Regions from separate parts of the Mus musculus genome. Here region 2 is linked to region 1. Evidence: chromatin contacts called from public Micro-C data. All regions are on one chromosome and are shown on one strand. Each heading gives the region's core, a stretch centred on a gene start, on an enhancer-like site or on the middle of the called end of the contact. The rest is flanking DNA. Distances are from core to core; before and after follow the strand shown. Region 1 overlaps Nrxn3 (neurexin III). Region 2 overlaps Nrxn3 (neurexin III).

Region 1 (4,570 bases), core at 456-2,955:
GCTACGCTGGCTGTTGAGAAATTGGGCATTTGTCCAGGATGTGTATATAGAATCCCAACCATATAAAACACTGCAATATGTATTGATCAATACAGTTCCTGCCTTTGATCTAGCAGGCTATCAATATTCAGAGAACTATAATGAGGTGGGATTTTAGCTGATGAATGAGGACTTCCTCACAAGTTCTATGTTTATGTATTGCATGTGTTAGCGTCTCTGATCCCTTTAGCATATATATTCTTTCTGAAAGACCCCCCAGGCTCAAATGTGCTGGAGCAAAAAAGCTGAAATTGTGTTAATGACTGTGCGACGTGTCTTCTAGCAGGCATTGGAGAGAGAAGACCTCATGAAATATGTAGTTCCGTTAGTTGTTGCTGTATTACAAACCACATTACAAATTAGTGTTTCCGACAGCTGTGTTAGTAGCTTATGTTTCTGTGAGTCAACAATTTGGATTTGATGTGGCTGGTAATTTTAATGGCTGCAAATGGGATTCCTCATCAGAAAGACTCGGGCTAGCAATCTAAGATGGTCTCACTTAGCTGTGGTGTGATCTGGCCATTAATGAGGGGGTTTCAGATGCCCTCATCTGACCTGTCATTTTCCACTGGATGAGGACTGTTATACAATGGCCTTGGGTACCTTCCAAGAGAATGGTGTAGAAAGGGCAGTAAGAACTCTCCAGAGATAGGAAATCACAAGTTGGTACTTTCATGGTATGCTGTTGATCAAGCAAGTCAATATGTAGAGAAGATTATATTTCTCATCAAGAGGAATGTGAAAACATTCTAAAGGGAAGATAGAGTGGGGAAGGGATTCTGCAGGAACATGGGGGGATTCCAACTGCATTTCCAGTCTACTACATTGTGATAGTTGAGTTAGACTTTGAAGTGAGAGCCCCAATCAAGCTCGGAGAAGTATAGTCTTTGTAGGAGCCGGAATTAGAAAGAAAAACAGTTCATATTAGCTGAGAATGGGGCCATATACCTCTGCTACACTATCTAGGAGAGTTCCCACTTGCCTTTGCTCCTATGAAAAAAAATCAAACAACAACAACAACAACAAACCTCTTACATTTGGTAGAAACAAATTTATAAGACTGGTTTCCATATAGACAATGCTTCTAACTTTTCAGAGAGTTTTAATTAATGACAATAATAAATGTGCTATGCAACTTTGCTGCTTTTCTTTACTTAAAAAGAGATGATAAAGCTACTTACTTTTCCCTCTCTTCCACTTAGTCAGTAAACCTGCCTTACCTCCCAAAGACAACAATGCACCCACAGGCTATGATTCACTGTGGCTGAGTGTTTGGCCCAGCAGCTGTTTTGTTGCAGAAGATGAAAGTTTGATGGACTTTCAGATGGAACGAAAAGGAGCAAAGAGATTTTATTTCATCGGCAGCTGTCTTACCCATCTTCATTAAGATGGGCTGTGGACACCACAAGGCCATTCTGAACCAGTGGTCATAAAACTAATAGGCGACACTCAACCCAGACAGCTCATATTGCCACCCGAGATCTGTCATCTTGGTGGTTATTGCAGAAGAAGGAGTCTCTGGTAGGGAACACAACGGTCCTCGTGTGTGACAGAAGTGAAACTGAAAGAAATAGATTTTTCTATTAGCTGCAAATCAAACCTTTGCACATCACCCCTCAGAGGTGACAGCACTGGCTTCTGTAAGACAGGGTTTGAACAAATTATTCAAGCTTGCAGAAGACAATACAGGATTAATATCCGCGTGGGAGGACATGGGAGCTGGGCCTATGTGATAAGATTCTACCCGCCTTCTTGTTTTAGGCTTGTAAATGTCTTTCTCTGTGTGTGGAGAAGATGCATTTGTAGGCATGGGGTTGCAGCAGGAGAATCTATTGATTTGGGAGATGTTGAGATAGATAAATGAGCAAGGGTCACCATCCTAGATTGCTAGTTATGAGCTTTGGTTTTGTTTTGTTTTGTTGTTGTTGTTGTTGTTGTTGTTTTGTTTTTCTCCCAGTAAACTTTGCTAGATGGAGGCAAGAATGTATGCTCTTCATTTTTCTGATACCAGCCTGCATGGGTATTTCTGTGACTAGTTTTTGCCCTACTGGTTAGTGCTTGGCCTTCCGTGGATTGTAATAAGAATGGAGCAGTACATAATCAGTCATTGATTGACTGAGTACTCATCATGTGCTAGGTGCTTTATAATGATATGAAATATGATGATATCTAATTTCTACAAAGATCCATACATGGATAATACCATCACCCAGAAGATAACGAGGCTTAGAGAGGAGGGGTGACTTTTCCAGAGACATACCATTTAGAAGTTACAATGCAAATACCCACCCCACCCCTACCCCCACCCCCGCCATAGCATAGGTTCTCCTATTGGGATACCCAACTTTATTAAGATGAGGATAATGAAGAATCTGTGAATGCTATAAAGAGCTAAGGGTTCTTTCTCTCTGTCCTTATTTAAATCATAGGAAGTCTTCCCCGCAGTTGTTAAGTCAAATCATCAGCTCCATAACATAATAGCATAATTGGAATGAAGATAAAGATCAGGTCCTGTGAGAACCTTTGGAATCTGAAGGGGCTGACTAGATCATCTAGCATTGCTAATTTAACATCTCTGGCTACTGTTGCTGCATTGTACAAAAAATGAGGTCTAGCTAGGTCAAGCCTGGAGTGGTAGCTAACAAGAGCTCTTCTTTGCTCTGTGCCTTTTCTCCTCATCAGCATTGTGTATTTCTTGTGGAATAATTGACTTTCTTAGATGGCAGTCCAAGGACCAAGGTAAAGCTCTTCACTCCGGAGCAACTTAGGCAAGCAGCTGACAAGCTTTATTTATTTATTTTTTTAAACAGAGGACCACATAGCAAAATAAAATAAAATAAAATAAAATAAAAATAAAATTTAAAACAAAGAGTGGTTAGGCTTTTAAAGCAGAAGTATTTCTGGTGTCATTATCCTGTTATAACCAGTGAGCACCACAGACTGTCTATAAAGGATAGTATCATATACTCACACTGCTCTATTTATAAAACCTAAACAAGAGCTGGATTTGGCTTGTACATCTCTGGCCACAGGTCTCTAGAGGTATGACAATCTCACAGCTGGGATTTATGCTCTAGTAATAATATTACAATAGTAATTGGATGGAATATTACAATAATAAATGGATAGTGTATTATAGCAGTAATCAGATGATATACTGAGAGGGGTAATGCTTTCAGAGCAACACAATGCCACATCTCCACATTTGCCTTATGCTTTAGGGCATGCAAAATACTTTTAAAATAGTCACCTCTAATAGCCTTTTAAATCAACTCCTGCTCAAGATTTCCATAAGCAAAGCAGATTTGCCATCTGAAGAACGTAGCAGCATAAGGTGAAAACGAGCTGAACCATGCTTAGTGATAGAAAATTGGGTGTTCTGTTGGAGATGAGTTGCTTGTCTTCTGATCTTGTAAGGGCATGCTCGCTCTGTTCCCTGTAGGGGTCAGAGGTTCCCCAATCCACACCAACAAGTCATGCCCAACATCCATGGGGACTTTTCGTGCGAAACCATTTAGAAAAAGGTTTAATCTGAGGTGTGAAGCAAGTTCTTCATCTTTCCCCATTAAATATTAGTCTGCTAGGAGATGGCTGACAAAAAAAAGACCCCTGTTTAAAAGGTAAGGTGAGGTACAATTTTAAAAATATTGTGTTCATGTGAGCACCCACCTAGTCATAAATCAGGCAGCCCCAAACCAGAAATGACAGAGGAATGTAATTGAAGATGCAATCAGGGTCATATTTTATTATGCAAAGTTCAAGTGATGCAAAGAAAATCATGCTTGGTTGCGACCATAATTGTACCACTGTAGCATATTCCCCTGTAATGTCTCATGCTGCATCTCAATTTAGATAACTATACATTTGCTGTATACTTCTTATTGGCTTAGCTTACTCTTATTTCTTTCTAAGAGGCATATATATATATATATATATATATATATGAGTCCAAACAAACTTCTTCTCTTATTTGTAAGTCAAACACAGATAAGAATGCTTATATGTCCCAGATACTTTTAGTTTTTTGTTTTTTTTTTTTTTTTCAGAGATTCTTCAGTATTTTCTCCACATTAATTGACTTTAACCACATTGGTTAGCATAGTTCTGTTGACAGCATTTATTTAATACAGATTCTTTACTTTGGGTTTATAGTAAAAAAGGTCTAAGAGCCTTGAGTTAGAGAAGCTTCTTTGCCCACAGGTCAGGCATTGGCACCTCCTGCAGGGACTGGTCAGACTCTGTAGACTACTAGAAGACCAGCAAAGATGTTGAAACCTGTAGGTGGGTTAGGACTGGCTTTTGTCTCTGCCAGTGCTACTAGGGCCAAGTTTTCTGTTGTTGGCTTTGTTTGTTTGTTTGTTTGTTTGTTATATTTGTGTTTTTCCCTTGTAAAGCTGGATTTTTTTTTAAGTACGTGTAGCAAAGACTTTAGGGTTAATGTGCTTCCAAACTTATATAAGTGTTTTAATAAATGGCAGCTATTGTCAGTGCTGGTAAAAAGCAATTACTATATGGCATTCCATACAGGTTT
Region 2 (5,001 bases), core at 1,584-4,083, 330 kb after region 1:
AGAATTATGAGAAATTGAAAGACAATCCCACTCAAAAGTATATACTGGGCCGGGCAGTGGTGGCACATGCCTTTAATCCCAGCACTTGGGAGGCAGAGGTAGGTGGCTTTCTGAGTTCAAAGCCCACCTGGTCTACAGAGTGAGTTCCAGGACAGCCAGGGCTACACAGAGAAATCCTTTCTCAAAAAAACAAAACAAAACAAAAAGTATATACTGAGTATTCATGTTGTGACAGTCATGCAGCGGTGATAGCCTAAACACTCTGTTCTCAAAGCCATGTCCATTGCAAGTTACTTTGGTGCCATCCTCACTAAGTGACCCAAAATGACAAAGCACCTACTACCGAGAAATTGCTGGGCACAATGATTCACAGCAGTGGGAGGACACAGGCAAGTCTCATGCCAGAATTATTATGTGTGGCTCAACAATCACAATTACTTGACCCTGTACTCCTGGATCTATCTATCACAAAGAGATGCAAAAAGTTGTTCTCACTGTGATCCTGTAATTAGGAGAACTGGCAATGTGTGGGGAACAGAACTATGAACTACTCTGAGTAGAGAAAGTGGACTGGAGTCATACCAAGGCCTTGTTGTGCACAGGCATCAAAGTACCATCTATCTATACATTGCTTTCATTGTGTTATTGTCCAATGCTGGAGAAAAACTCTATGAGAAGCCTAACAGTGACACCACGGAGAAATGTTTCAGCGCACATCTCCCAGGCATACATTTGAGAATCTCCGCTTTGTTTCTGTCGGCTGCAATTTTCTGAAGTAGGGAATGGTGCATTCTGCCTTCCCCAGAGGCACCATGCAGCAAATAGAGAGTATGCCACCGGGGAGCTCTTTCTTAATTCTTGAATTTTTTTTCTCTAGCCCCTGTATATTTCTCCTAAACCCTGACCCAAGAGCTTGTAGCATCTCTGGGGAATATGTCAGCCATATTAATCATAATATGGCAGACTGAGGATCAAGTAGCCAGATCTGGGCTCATTTTACAAACTGAGTGTGCTGATAAATAGTCATTAGTGATAAGGAATGACTTAATGACCTTAGCTAGGCAGATGTTCCTGTACCATTCAGGAGTTCTCCTGAATGCCCTGGAAGATGATAGATAATGTCTTCTGATTTACCACTTGTCTTTGTTTTTAATATCAAGGAAGAGCACAGATTGAAGTGATTGCCTTGGCAGTAACTTCAGTGATGATGGGTGTGGAGTTATAAAAATTTACAGCTGTGTTGTCTCTGGAACTACATTTTGCTTATGTTCAAGAGACTTATAAGAGGCCCCAAAGAAAGTGGATAGAAAGCAACTACCAAAGTGTGACAGGAAATCAACACTAAAAAAAAAACAGTTCTGTTTGCCCCAAATTACACATATTTTCACAATAGACCACGATGGCAGTGCCTGCCAAACTGGCCAGTCCTTAGTCCACATCACTATTTTAAATTATACTAACAAGAGAAAGTACTGACATACTGCAGCCCAAAAGTATGCATAGCCATGTGGCAGATGCTTCACATGTAGTCCACACAACAGGCTTCAGAGAGAGCCATTTGTCTTTCCCTCTTATTACAAGCCCCTTTTAAAATAAGTGACAAAGGACATACATTTTTTAGGAGCCAGTGCTGTTATTTTCTGTATGGAAACACATTCATGGTCATACTATTGAATTCTCTAACAATGACAGATCATTTGTTTTTATGGGCAAATGACTTACTATGTATTCAGTCTTCCTTGATTCCATCCATTCCTTATTATATATTTACAAGGCACTATTACATGGGACTGAAAAGATGTCTCAGTTAGTAGAGTACTTGCCTTATAGGCCTGGATGTAATCTCTAGCACCCATGTAAAAACCCAGGCATGGTGGCATAGTTCTGTAACCACAGTAATTGGGAGGCAAAAAGGAGTGAGATCTCAGGTGCCCACAAGCCAGTAAATATAGCCTAATTGATAACCCCCATGCCAATGAGGGACTTGATATCAGAGAAAATAGCTGAGTCTGTCTTCTAGCTTCTACACTCTGTGAACACACCTACCTACAAGCACATATATGCACACACACATTAGTAAAAGAGAGGAATAAATATAAGAGGATCCATCACATAAGCAATGTTATTTCATTATAATAGTCCTTTGAAGAATGTTAAAGGGAGTGTCTTGCCCCACAGTGTATTATGAAAAATGGGTTCAGAATAGTTAAGCTGCCGCAAGGTCAGGGAGGAATGGTGCGGAGCTAATGTGTTTATCCTCCACTTCATTCCTTCGGTAGACACATGGGCACAGGAGTTTATTTTCATGGAAGCTGCATATTATAGATTCTAAGCCTGGGCAACTCTATGGGTATTTGCCACAAGGCTTCCATGACCACTAATGAACTGAAACTAAACAGTTAGCTATGGATTATAATGCCACTGTGGTCCCATGACAAATTACAAGGAGGTGATGATAATGAAATCTTATGACTGCAAATAAAGAGAGCACATCTGAGGTCTAGCACAGCTACATTTACCACTGTGGAAAGCAAAGAGAAACATCAGAGTGAGGGTCTACACTGAATTGACAATGTGCTAACAGAACTAAGAAGACCTTTTGAAAAATCCAGATTTTAGTAGCAAACGTGTGACATCTAAGATCAGGGCAAAATATTTATTCTGACAGAAATTAAATCTTGTCTTGTCCTGGATCTATTATGGATCTTACAGAAAATCTTCTCAAGAATATATCTTGTCGATCAACTAACTTGGTTGAGCCAGAACTGTCTTGCCTCCTCTGTTACTGAGAGCTTCCTAGCACTAAGGTCTCTGTTCCCTTTAGAACACTAATACTGTTCTCTATCTATGATTAACTAGTGACTCAGAGGTGAACTGAATCACTGCAGGCTTTTCCACGCATACAGGATTTATGTAGTAGTTTCTCATGGAAAAACCACAATGCAATACACAGCCTACATTTGTAGGGTGGGCAGAGGAGTAATGGCTTCAGTTGTGGTTTCTTAACTCATCAAGGTCTGTCATTCTGTAAGCATGCAATGATTCAGACTTTTATAGCCTTGCTTATTTTCCTATGAGGGCATGAACACCCACCTACCCATTCATTCTCACATCCTTAAAAAATGAATAATGACTGCCACCTCTCGGATACAGAACACATAAGTAATGTTATTTCCAAATTCCCTGAGGACCAAATAAAAAAGATAAAATAAATCATATTATTCATTATGGGCATGAACATTGTAACACAGACCTTATCATCATATTCCCCTTTCCATACATAATTCTCCATGCTAGGTATATTGTTTAACATAGATGGACCAAACCAACCAAAAGAAATCCAAGATTATAATGATACCAATAAACAGAGGTTTCGGAATTGAGTTCACTTAATAAACATGTGGGGAGGCATTGGGCCACTTTTTATAGGGTTTAGAAAATGAAAAATGTAGGCAACAGTTCATATCCCAGAGCATGCTTTGAATACAAAAGAAGCAAGAATGTCCACCCTGAGTCTTCTTTCCTGAGTGCTGAAAACAGGATGCCTCAGTCAGTCTACATTATTACTTCTAAGATGAAGACTCTTGGGTACTGGTCTCTTTCTCAATCAGCTTTGGGGCGCATCTACATAGTTAGGGAGAAAAAAGATAAATGGCAAGTTGAGGGCAGCATTCTTCCTAGGAAACTAAATGAACTGTACCAAAAAATAATGAAAACCAGTGGTCACCACACAAGAAATCCTAATTTATAACACTCAGTGTTAATATTACCTTTATATATTGAATGAATGGATGGATGGGTGGCTGGCCAGCTGACTGGCTCAATAGATATGAATGGATGGATGGGTGCATAAAAGGATAGATGGATACTCTCTTAGACGGGGTTTCTATTCCTGCACAAACATCATGACCAAGAAGCAAGTTGGGGAGGGAAGTGTTTATTGGGCTTACACTTCCATACTGCTGTTCATCACCAAGTAAGTCAGGACTGGAACTCAAGCAGGTCAGAAAGCAGGAGCGATGCAGAAGCCATGGAGGGATGTTCTTTACTGGCTTGCTTCCCCTGTCTTGCTCAGCCTGCTCTCTTATAGAACCAAGACTACCAGCCTAGAGGTGGTCCCACCCACAAGATGAGAAAATGCCTTACAGTTGGATCTCATGGAGTCATTTTCTCAGCTGAAGCTCCTTTCTCTGTGATAACTCCAGCTGTGTCAAGTTGACACAAAACCAGCCAGTACAGATACTAAGTCTGAGCATCCATAAATACTTCCTTGAACTTAAATGATATGGACTCTGGTCTTTAACTACACCATTCTTCTGCTTTCCCTTCCCCTGTTCATCTTCCTTCTCCTCCTCAAACAAACAAATAGTAGATAAATAATGCTGATGAAAAAATACTATGACTCAACCTTGTCAATGTTAGAATAACAACTAAATCTTATTACCACCAAGTGCCCAGCCTATTGCCTATTGTAGTTGTCAGACAACTACAGAGATGAGGAAAAGAGTCTTCTTCTCTCTTGCTCCATCCCTTCTGATACTTCACAGAGCTCTTATGCTTTTCCAGAGGTTAAAGAAGCTGATTGTATCTGATCAAGAAAGCCACTTTCATTTTATTTCATCATGAATACCAATTCCAACTCTTAGTCATAACCAATTATTAACGGGAAAGAGTAAGAGTTTTAATAACACCGTTATGTACGGTTCAGTGTTTCCGGGCATTTCCCCAGAGGTGGATGATCTCATCTCCACCCCCACTGTCATCTCCATCATCTTCATTCTCATTGCCATAATGTTTCCCTTCTAGAGCCCATTGCAATTTCTCTGTCCCCAAAGTCATGTTGAGCTATTGATGTTGCCTTGTACTGTATAGCATAAGTGACAGGATGAATATTTTATCTCTAGAGTAACTGAACAATAGGGCTACAAATCTGGGAAGTCACGTGCTCTGAACACTCCTGTTCAGTTTCATTGCCCTTTGCTCAAAGTACCATTTGAGTGT

The links. Hi-C and Micro-C count contacts between places; a contact is called where the count stands out from the background.
Region 2: a contact with region 1 is called in a Micro-C map of muscle stem cells, with 8 times the contacts expected there. The contact joins two enhancer-like sites. A contact is called at or near these places in 10 of 484 Hi-C or Micro-C datasets (the C2C12 cell line, cortical neurons, embryonic fibroblasts and 3 more) and 1 of 115 datasets of contacts at active chromatin or transcription factors (embryonic midbrain).

What each region holds. Positions count from the first base shown.
Region 1 is chr12:89,830,111-89,834,680 of GRCm38.p6, forward strand. The region is part of intron 14 of Nrxn3 (neurexin III); the gene reads left to right. Among named protein-coding and RNA genes, the nearest start is that of Gm40538, 580 kb to the right of the region's middle. Within about 2 kb of position 1,706, at least 7 of the 459 cell types and tissues checked have an H3K27ac peak or open chromatin away from gene starts, as enhancers often do. A contact at or near this core is called in muscle stem cells, where this site is marked.
Region 2 is chr12:90,163,383-90,168,383 of GRCm38.p6, forward strand. The region is part of intron 15 of Nrxn3 (neurexin III); the gene reads left to right. Among named protein-coding and RNA genes, the nearest start is that of Gm40538, 240 kb to the right of the region's middle. Within about 2 kb of position 2,834, at least 14 of the 459 cell types and tissues checked have an H3K27ac peak or open chromatin away from gene starts, as enhancers often do. A contact at or near this core is called in muscle stem cells, where this site is marked.